Regions from separate parts of the Mus musculus genome. Here region 1 is linked to region 2. Evidence: chromatin contacts called from public Hi-C data. All regions are on one chromosome and are shown on one strand. Each heading gives the region's core, a stretch centred on a gene start, on an enhancer-like site or on the middle of the called end of the contact. The rest is flanking DNA. Distances are from core to core; before and after follow the strand shown. Region 1 overlaps Arhgap15 (Rho GTPase activating protein 15). Region 2 overlaps Gm30374 (a long non-coding RNA gene).

Region 1 (5,117 bases), core at 800-3,299, 340 kb before region 2:
CCATCAATTTGAACTGTGAAGATTTTCCCTTTGCTTCATTGACATTTTTCTTTTTTCAACAAGAGGACAGACATTTCTTAGCAACTGTCACACATCAAGCCAGACTACAGAACTTTATAAAGCTGGCGTTTCAAGAAGCTGAATCAGGGTCCAGTCAGCCGGGCTTATGCGCTCTGATAGATGAATGGCAAAATGTGCGACAGGTTCGGAAAGATCACAAATCACACTTCAGACTGGCTTTATCATCCTGTCAATAATGTGACAGTGTTAACCCCAAATAACTTTTTCTGCAGGTTCCATAGTTTTTTACGGCAACATTTAACAACAGTATCTTGAATTTTTTTAAGGTATAAATAGGTTATAATTTCAATTAATATAAACAAGTATATTTAATACAGTATATGCTCATGTGTTGGCTATTTGTTCTAAAGATTTTGACACTCTTGGATCAGTAACAATGACAAATAAATAGCAACACAGTATATATTAATATTTATCAGTATAAATTCTACAGTTATATTGACTCACCTCAACATTGTAACCCAAACTATATATAAGATAAATATGTTTTAAGATGTTACAAAATGTTTAACACAGTGAATGACCTATAGTCTCTAGATTTACTATCAATGCTATATGAACTCACATAGACTGACATTTTGTTCCAGAAATTTCTGATGTTTATCTTGGGATTTTTAAAAAAATCTGTTTGCATACATACATTCACATATATGTATTTATTATTTATTTTCAGAAATCTTTAGAGAGATGCAATACGACTCAGGACTGCCAAGCACACATTCTTAGGGGACAGGAGTTCCAGTGGCCATTCTGGTTCCTTCTTCAGTAAAGAGAGAAGCGGCCACATTTTAAGAAGGGAAAAGCTAACCGAAGAGTATACATGGAGGGACCTATGGCTCCAGCCACATATGTAGCCTTGTCGGACATCAATAGGAGAAGAGGCCCTTGGTCCTGGGAAAGCTCGATGCCCCAATGTAGGGGAATGCCAGGTTGGGGAGGCAGGAGTGGGTGGGTGGGGGAGCACCCTCAGAGAAACAGGGGGAGGGAGGATGGGATAGGGGGCTTCCGGAGGGGAAATTGGGAAAGGGGATAACATTTGAAATGTAAATAAATAAAATATCCAATAAAAAAAAAGAAAGGAAAAGCTAGCGAGTAGTAGAATTAATTACCCATCCTGAAATCTGCCAGATCACTCGAGCCATTACTCTTTTTCTCGCATTCTTTTGAACTCAAATGGCATGTAAAGTTTGGAATGGCTAAAAATAGCCATTTGCCCATGAAGAAAGCCAGGATAATATTTTTCTAATTACCTAAATGCCATTTCAATGCTCCTTACTTATATAAAAATCTCAAATATTTACTTTTTAAAGTATTGACTCAGAAGTTAAAACCTAAAAACACGAGGTCGCTTGTAACTAACACACGAAATCCAGTAGTGTTCTCAACTTTTACCTTAATTCTAAATTTAAATGTTTTGATTATGAATATTTTATACATATTACAAGTTGTTATTATACATAAAGAGAAATGACTTTGCAAAGCACAAAGTACAAAGTACAGCATAATATAATACTTTATACCAGTATAAATAAAACACTATTAAAATTATAAAGGGAACACCATTTGAAAGGAAAAGAAAAAATATAATTAGATTTACTATATTCTGAAGGTTTACAAAAGAGGCAGCATAGTTCATTTCTTGCCCTAGTAAATTCAAACTGTGGTAAACAGTTTTCAACACTGCCTTGACTGTTTTGATGCTAGATGCACACTTCGGAATGGGTCTTTTTCTGCTCACATAGCCAAACATAAGCTGTATTTTAAAAGTTTCTTTGTCTAAATATATTACTGTATTAATCATCCATAAACAGTGCTTTATAAATCCACTCAGGGAAGCTCAAACCAGGGGACGTATGAAAGCGGCTCCTCTGAATTGCCCTAGCAGAGGCGTCCTGCGCATACCTTCCTCTCTGCTTTCCCAAGTAATCTTTGGAGTTCCTAGGCAGCAGTGTGGAGAAGACTGCTGCTGCTCTCTACAGTTTAAATGCATCCACTTCCTAATTACAGCCAGTAATTGACTTTGTTCTGCTCTATTCCAGACTCACACAGAAAAGTACTTTTCCAATCCCTGCCCGGTAAAGCGCATTTAATTCAGCCTTTCAAGTTACATTTTTGTATTCGTGCCTCTTTCGAATTTCTGAGAAGTGGATTGTGAATCATATTTGCTTACTGAGCAACTGAATTTTCAACACGGACAGTGGTGGTGGTGGCAGTGGAGGAGGACATCAGTAAACACGTTAACATTTACTAAATCTTCTGATCGAATAACACATGATGCCCGTCTATGCTGACGCACAATAAGAAACAGATGGGGTCTTCTGGTAAACCATGCAATGTGCCCCTTCTTCGTGTGCTATTTGGTAGATGCAAGTTTAAGGCAAAGAAGACAAAACTTATAGAAAACAAAACGGGTTGTTGAAAAAGCTGCTGGCCTCCATTCTGCATCCCACTTTCATCTTATCCTGCATCTCTACCAGGCACTATGATGTGTGTGTGTGTGTGTGTGTGTGTGTGTGTGTGTGTGTGTGTGTGTGTGTGTTGTGCGCGCGCGCGTGCCTTGTAGTAATTTCAGGTCAGCGAAGCAGCATTTGGAAAGTTCACTAGAATTGTTGGTAACCAACTTGTTTAAATTTTTGTCTGGAGAAACTGAATTCAACATTTCTTGGATGTGTGTGTGTACAAACAACATTTGTTCATTAAAATAGTAAATGATGAGGGAGAACACAGCAATAGTGTCTGGAAATTTCCACCACTGCCCCTTGAAAGCCTCAAGCAGCTTCAATCGAAGGGTAGACCCATCTCAATTCCACTCTGCAACGGATTTATGTCAAAAAATTATATAAGCAGTCCACTGACCAGTACACAGAGCAGACACACTCTTGGGGCTTTTCTGAAAGCCATTTGACAACAGTTTCCCATGAGCTTGGCACATTGGTCTGTGTCTTTGCAATCCCTCCAAAGACAGAGGCTGTTTTTTTAACCTTTATATTCCACAGATAGGAGTTGTGGTGGAACAATTTTTTTTAAAAAAGAGAATTGAATATTGTTAACTGACAATGTCCGTCCTCAGCAGTAATGGTCTATATTTTTAAGGGGTTGTATTTGTACCTTTAGCTGACGTTGATTCTGATGTTTTCAAGTATCACTTCCAGCAATAAGGGAGTATTAGGCTTTAATTTGGATGAAAACATACTATATATAATGACATTTATAGTAATAAAAATATTCTGTGGTTTTATTTATTAGCATGGAAATGAACTCTTTTTAAATCATCACTCTTTATGCTTATCAGATATACATTTATTGTGCAGAGTGGGGAAAATTAAAAATAACAAAGAATAAAATTGAGATTGCTCAGGGCTACAGAGATTAACCATTGTACACATTTGAATTTAATAGTAGCTAAATAAATATGATAATTACCAATGGGTGCATCGATGTACAAGAAGACTATATTTAATAATTTGTTAATTATGAATATTACTGACTTTTTTCCAGTTGAACACACAAACATGCATAGGGCAGTCAGTGAAAATCAAAGAGCGTCACTTTGCTCCTGAGTCTTTTTCTGAAGCATCATCTTTTCAGTTGCAGAATAAATGCTATTGATAATTCCACGTCTATGGTATGTTTGTAGTTGTTTTTACATCTAGTTATAAACAAGGAATGAAGAATTTTCAATGAAGTACAGGGGAAAGCACCCTTAACTGGCAGTCTGTTTGGCTATGTGGATGATTATATATATCCATAGAAAATGACTTATTCTAGGTTCCAGTGTAAGTAGCACAGACCATGCTCATGGCAAGGAGGGAGGGATTACTGAGGCTTCACTTACATCTTGGAATTCTGTATAACTGTTGGCCTTGATAGGTTATTTTAAAAGGTTGATTGTGTCTGAAGGTCAGGGTATTAAGGGTATTGACACTACACGTGTCATGAAAAGTGAATCCAGTTTTAATGATCTTAAAGAACTTAGTAAACATCTCCAGTGCAGTTTCTCTACACTGTAAAGTAATTTTTTAAATGAGAAAAATGTTGATGCCATTCTATCAAACTGGCATCACTTCAAGTGATAGAATTAAGAGATTACAAAGACCTTGATTTCTAGCGCAACAGTTGAAAGCACACAGTTCTATCCAATGGAGAACGGCATGTGTCTATAGAAAAGGCTCGTGATGATTTCCCTTCAGTTACAGAAGGTAGAAGAATGATCCTAGACAAACAAGTTCACTTTCTCACTGATATGTTGAAGAATGAGTGTTAAAAACATTAACAACATCCATATCCTGATATTTATCTCTTTTTTTTTCTCTTCTTTCTGTAAATAACTACTCCTTTGCTATGAAAAAAAAAATGTTTAAGGCCAATCTGAGGCATTCAGAAATTTCAAATGATAGAAACAACTAAAAAGACCCTGCAATTGAATGGATGTCATTCACATTTTGCTTAGAATTAGCATTTGACAAAGAACCAAGAAAATATTCCATCTTAAGTATGCTGAAATTATGCATAGGAAATGTATAATAAAATATGCCAAATGACCAAGGAGCCTCAAGGCATATTAAATGATATGGCTATAGCATTTCTAGAACAAGTAAGAGGAAGGAAATGTGATTACTATTACATTTGGAGATACTTTGGACTTCATGGTATCATTTCACTTGAATCAAATTAAGTAGAAATAAAAAGTTATGTCAAAATATACTACATTTATTTGAAGTGAACATGAATTATTTTGTGATATTAATTTTGGCCATATCTTTATTTAATCCTCAGTGAATAAAATATAGATGTATATTTTGACTATGTCATAATGAGATAGCAAGACCCAAAATTGAAGCAATAAAAGCTTATAAGGAAAAACAATTCAGATTAACATTGTTTTAATCTTGCATCATACTCATTGCTGTTGATGATCAAATGCAGGTCATTGTGGTTATACTTATAGATCAGTTCCTGGCTCTCTAAGGCATTTGTAACCACTGAAGGGATTCTCTAACCAAGTCTATCCATCTCAAATTCAGTCTCCTTGAGTA
Region 2 (5,372 bases), core at 2,598-5,097:
TCTAGCCAAAACTGCACCAAAATGAGCAGAATTTACACACACTGAAATCCGAGTGCCACTGACCTACTGAATTAGGATTCTGTGGACTCAATATTTCAAGAAGACATCCTTGGATCAGCAGTTTTCATCGTAGCATATGTGACTCCATTAGCTGTACGAGGTAGACTTTAACCCAGTCAAAGGTATTCTTCGGGTTTTAAGCACTGAATTGCATACATTGAAGCTCGCTGACCATCGTAGGAAAGTTCACTAATGGTCAGTCAAGCATGAAAATTCCATGGATTCTTTTATTTCCTCCAAAGTAAAGTATGGACTGGTTGTCAATAGTTTTTCATGTTAAAATACTGTTTGTCGCATGAAATTCAAGAAGAACGAAGACCAAAGTGTGGACACTTTACCCTTTCTTAGAAATGGGAACAAAACACCCATAGAAGGAGTTACAGAGACAAAATTTGGAGCTGTGACGAAAGGATGGACCATCTAGTGACTGCCATATGCAGGGATCCATCCCATAATCAGCTTCCAAATGCTAACACCATTGCATACACTAGCAAGATTTCGCTGAAAGGACCCAGTTATAGCTCTCTCTTGTGAGACTATGCCGGGGCCTAGCAAACACAGAAGTGGATGATCACAGTCAGCTATTGGATGGGTCACACGGCCCCTAATGGAGGAGCTAGAGAAATTACCCAAGGAGCTATAGGGAACTGCAACCCTATAGGTGGAACAACAATATGAACTAACCAGTACCTGGGAGCTCTTGTCTTTAGCTGCATATGTATCAAAAGATGGCCTAGTCGGCCATCACTGCAAAGAGAGGCCCATTGGACTTGCAAACTTTATATGCCCCAGTACAGGGGAACGCCAGGGCCAAAAAGGGGGAGTGGGTGGGTAGGGGATTGGGGGGGTGGGTATGGGGGACCTTTGGGATAGCATTGAAAATGTAAATGAGGAAAATACCTAATTAAAAAAAATAAAAATTAAAAAAAATTACTGTTTGTCTGCTTTTTGGGTTTTGGTTTTGTTTGTTTGTTTGTGTTTTTGCCATGGGACACCATTCCTGAAAAAGATGGAGGGAAGACTGAATGGGACTTGAGATGCCTGAGGTTTTGATCCGTGGTCCTTCGGCCCTGTTGCAGAATTCTTGTCCAGTGGTGAGGCAGAGAATCATGGACAGAGCACATGATGGTGCGCAGCTACTCACATCCTGGTCTGGTGACTGGCAGGTAAGGAAGAATGGAACTAAAGATAGACTTTGTCTTTGAAATCACCAAGTTCATGGCCATGACACAGTAGCTGTGTGTTACTTTCTCCACGTCCCCAAGGTCCAGCATCTCTCAGATCCTCAAATCTGAATCTTGAAATTGAAGGCAAATACTGATTTTGAAGTAAACTGAAGCTACAGGACTATCTTTAAACCTGGGAATAAAGACATTCATAAAGCTGATGTGCTGACAATAATTTCATACTGGATCAAAGATTTTCTAGATGCTTAACTTCAAATATCTTATTCTCATAGTTGGAAACATTTATTCTATGAGCGTCCTAATGAAATATCACTGGGTACAGCTATAGGGAAGAAACTTGGCTCTTCCCCACTCTAGCATGCCTGCCTTTCCTGATAAATTATATTAAAAACCCTCAGGTAGTTACAGGTGGGACCACACAGGGAGGTCAGTTTAGACAACCGCAGGAGTCACTTCTGTTGTGACACCCATTACTCTCCTTCCTTTCAGCCCCCCGTAAGGAATCAGATATTTGTAACATTGTACCACACACATTAAAAATACGAAAGGAAAACTAACTCTAAAAACACTACAGGGTTCTGGACTCCATCAGAATCTCCACCTAGGTGTTCCAGGGTGGCCACGGCATTGCAGTGTATTTTATAAGAAGGGTGTCATCAGTAAACAGTTACAGATGACGTATAAAAGGCAAGCTGCTCTTGTGTGTGGTGTTTTCAATTCTCCCTCCCATCCTCCTTATCAGAGATTAATTAGACTGACAGGATTATTTCACAGTGATCCTATCATTTGCTTTCAGCAAATATTCCTTGAGAACTTGCCACCTGTCAAGCCATACTTTATCTGAGCTTCTATCTTTGTAATCGGTGGCTTTTATTTGCCCTCTGGAGGCCGGCACACACACAGGGGTTCCCTCAGCTGCTCCATACCTCTGTACTCTGCATTTCTCCTGTCCAGTGTCCAGAGCCTGCACTGATAATGACTCTCCCCATTCACCCCCTTATTCACTGTGTGAATCTCAGGCTGTCTCCTCCTCCTCCTCCTCCTCCTCCTCCTCCTCCTCCTCCTCTTCTTCTTCCTCCTCTTCTCCCTTCTCCTTCTCCTCCTCTCCCTTATACTCCTCCTTTTCCTTCTCCTCCTCCTCTCCCTTCTCCTCCTCTTCCTCTTTTCCCTCCTCCTCCTCTTTCTCCTCTTTTTTCTTTTTCTCTTCCTCTTCCTCCTCCTTCTCTTCTTTCTTCTCCTCCTCCTCTTCCTCTTCTACTTCCTCATCTTCTTTACCTCTTCTTTCCATGGTCTATATCACTTCATTCATTTTTCTCTCTCTTTATTTCACCTTTTCAGTCTGCTGTTACAGTGTGTCCGCAGCCCCTTTGAGCCCATGTGAAGTATATAGCTCAGTTCCGGTTTTGAGTTGTCCAAACGAAATAATGATTTAAAGCTCAATTTTAAAAGAACAGAGAACATTGAAGAATAGCAGCCCAGATTGCTTCAGTGATATTTAGTGGGTGCCAAGTGTAGACAGACTTGTAGACAAGTTCAAGGAAAGCATGCGAGGCTGCTCCAGCTATTATCTAATGAAGGTAGGATTCTATGTCTTGTACAAAAGAAAATCCAAAGTACCAGGGGATTTGACATATGTGCAAGGTTGTGTGTGTGTGTGTGTGTGTGTGTGTGTGTGTGTGTGTGTGTGTGTAAAGAGAAATATAAACTTGGGCTATGGCAAACATTGACAGAGTGAACTTTGGGACTCAGAATTGCAAAGATTTAGTTAGCTAGGAACCTGTCATCTTGTCCCTCGTGGTCTCAAAATGGTTGCCATGCTTCCTGCTTTCATGTATGAGCCCCTCACCAAATACCAGGCACATAAGCCAAAAAACTTTTTCAAATGTCCCACAGTGACAATTTTGCTTTTGTCTTTGGAGCCCTAACATGTGACACTTCTAGATGGGCCCATCGAAAAGCTCAAAAGAAAACACAGATCTTGTTATATAAGAAGATGGGATAATGATGAGGTCATTGTCTGGGAGTGCCCAGAATAAAAGATTAGGTAAGATTTAACCTTCCTGATGCATTAATGAGCTTACATTCCTCTTAAATAATGTAATTGTTTTATGCTACAGATCAGAAAATCCACAAATATTACAAAAAAAATCTATTGTCAACCACAGGCAACCAAAACGTGCATAATTAATGAGAACCTAACTCTGCTTGTCTAGTGTATGCAAATCTATTCATATAGACATGTAGGTGTATCGATATGTGTGCACGAAGTCACACACACACAGCTTGTGGAAGTGAAGCCAAGTGCTTCATTGGAAGGGGGTGTGGCTCAAGGCTGTTCCAGTCACTAGATCTTCATTGTTAACAGTAGTGTGTGCCAATCTATGTTGACAAGCCCTTCTAGTGCATAAGTTGCAGGTACCTTCACGGTGCCACCTAATACTTCAGGGACGTAGCCCCAGAGTTACACTTGAGACTACAGAGCTGATATCCAGTGGTGAGAAAGACGAACACGTGAAGTCATACCAGAGTTCTTCAGAACAGGGAGCTGCAGGGAGGTGCCGCCACAGTGCAGGCCTTCTGTCCCCCTAACTCCAAGCTCTGTCTGCTCTCATCTCTTAGACTTAACTGTATGGCTTTATAGATTATCTGCAGTCTCCGAACCCTCCCTCTGTTTCATTGATTTCTTGATTTCTAGAACAAAATCCTTCAAAGATAAGAAAGATCGGATGCAAACGTTAATGCATCTGGGAAATCGAGGAATGATGCCTATCGGGAGACTAAAGAAATGTCCCAGCAGCGAAATATGCAAATCCACCAGAACAGCCATGCTCCAGTCAGTTTTCTTTGTGATTTGGCGCCACCTTGTGGCCATTACAAGAATCAGCGTAAATACTAATGATGGGACCTCTCTGGGGTTTTAACTAACTAGAATGTCCTACGTTGAGGCAGCAGTTCTCAAAAGCCTCAGTCATGTGGCCCCGTAGATTATTGGCTATCCTAGCTCGGCTAGATTGGCCAAATATGGTGATGTTTGCCTGGGAAAAGCACAGGTAGATATTGCCCTTACGCAGCAGCTAAGCCTAATCAACAGTGTAGGTGAGCAGGTAGTACCAGCAGCTGACCATTCTCCAGACTCATGGACGGGACACACACAAGACCATGATCTTTTGAAGTCACTCTTCTTGCATCATACTGTCCCGAAATTAAGGGGAGTTTAAGTTGAGTGATCACAGGTTAAGCAAATGTTACCAGGATAAATTACTACTACTACTGCTACTACTACTACTACTACTATTACTAGCTTTCAAGCTTTAAGACGAATTAGTGACCATGGATGGACATGTGTGTTGTTTGTCTGCCAATGTTTCCGTGTGTAATTCCATTAACTCTTGTGTAAGATCAGTGCCATCTCTCAATGGCTTTGAAGTTGTCCCCAGTTATGGTCAATACTTGCTCCTTAGTGCTGTGACGTTCAGGGATGTGGTTGTGCGGAAGGATTGGGAGCAAGAGGGTTAAGTCACCAACCCTAATCTTATGGGCTATTGGGAGAGGATTGCGACTTAATAGATGGGACTTGATAAAAAACACAAAACAAAACAAAAACAAAAACAAAAAAACAAAACATAACAGTGGTTTGTTTGGGACATGGCCTTTGTGGCTTTTTGCCTCTGTGGGCACTTTCAAGAACTGGATATTTGGACATTTACTCCCCAAGAATCCGTGTGTCTGCTTGAGATTTCATTTAAATCACCCCTCCATCCATCTAGCCACGGGGCCATCCAGAGCAGGCACGCTGCCAGGGGTGTGTTCCCTTCAAGAGAGATATTTTTTCCCCCAGGGTAGGTTTGGTGAAGTATTGGAGATCTTGAACTGTGTCACAGAAAGCAAAATGGAAACCGAACAGCAATAACAGAGCCAGGGTCACCTGCACTCCAAGCTGCGGAAGGAACCGATGTTTCAATGAGGTGACCCAGGTCCTGCGGAGAGGAGTTGCTATGTGAACAAATAGAATTGTGCTGGGGTTCATAGTTTGTTTGGAAACTTTTGATTAATAACACAGTTTGAGTGATTTTACTTTGTCTTTTGTCCAGGGTTCTGAAAATATTGCAGTGGATTTGGAAAATA

Evidence for each region. Hi-C and Micro-C count contacts between places; a contact is called where the count stands out from the background.
Region 1: a contact with region 2 is called in a Hi-C map of the N1E-115 cell line, with 4 times the contacts expected there. The contact joins two enhancer-like sites. A contact is called at or near these places in 5 of 39 promoter capture datasets (the C10 cell line, the HPC-7 cell line, hematopoietic stem and progenitor cells and 2 more), 2 of 484 Hi-C or Micro-C datasets (the G1E-ER4 cell line and the N1E-115 cell line) and 2 of 9 other capture datasets (adipose tissue and liver).

Annotation. Positions count from the first base shown.
Region 1 is chr2:44,057,818-44,062,934 of GRCm38.p6, reverse strand. All of the region lies in intron 6 of Arhgap15 (Rho GTPase activating protein 15), which reads right to left. It overlaps Arhgap15os (Rho GTPase activating protein 15, opposite strand), which reads left to right. Exons shown (of 3, transcript NR_040622.1): 3 at 2,121-3,697. Among named protein-coding and RNA genes, the nearest start is that of Arhgap15os, 4.9 kb to the left of the region's middle. Within about 2 kb of position 2,049, at least 25 of the 459 cell types and tissues checked have an H3K27ac peak or open chromatin away from gene starts, as enhancers often do. A contact at or near this core is called in the N1E-115 cell line, where this site is marked.
Region 2 is chr2:43,721,631-43,727,002 of GRCm38.p6, reverse strand. Gm30374 (a long non-coding RNA gene) reads left to right here. Exons shown (of 6, transcript XR_866181.1): 4 at 1,070-1,226. Among named protein-coding and RNA genes, the nearest start is that of Gm30374, 5.1 kb to the left of the region's middle. Within about 2 kb of position 3,847, at least 26 of the 459 cell types and tissues checked have an H3K27ac peak or open chromatin away from gene starts, as enhancers often do. A contact at or near this core is called in the N1E-115 cell line, where this site is marked.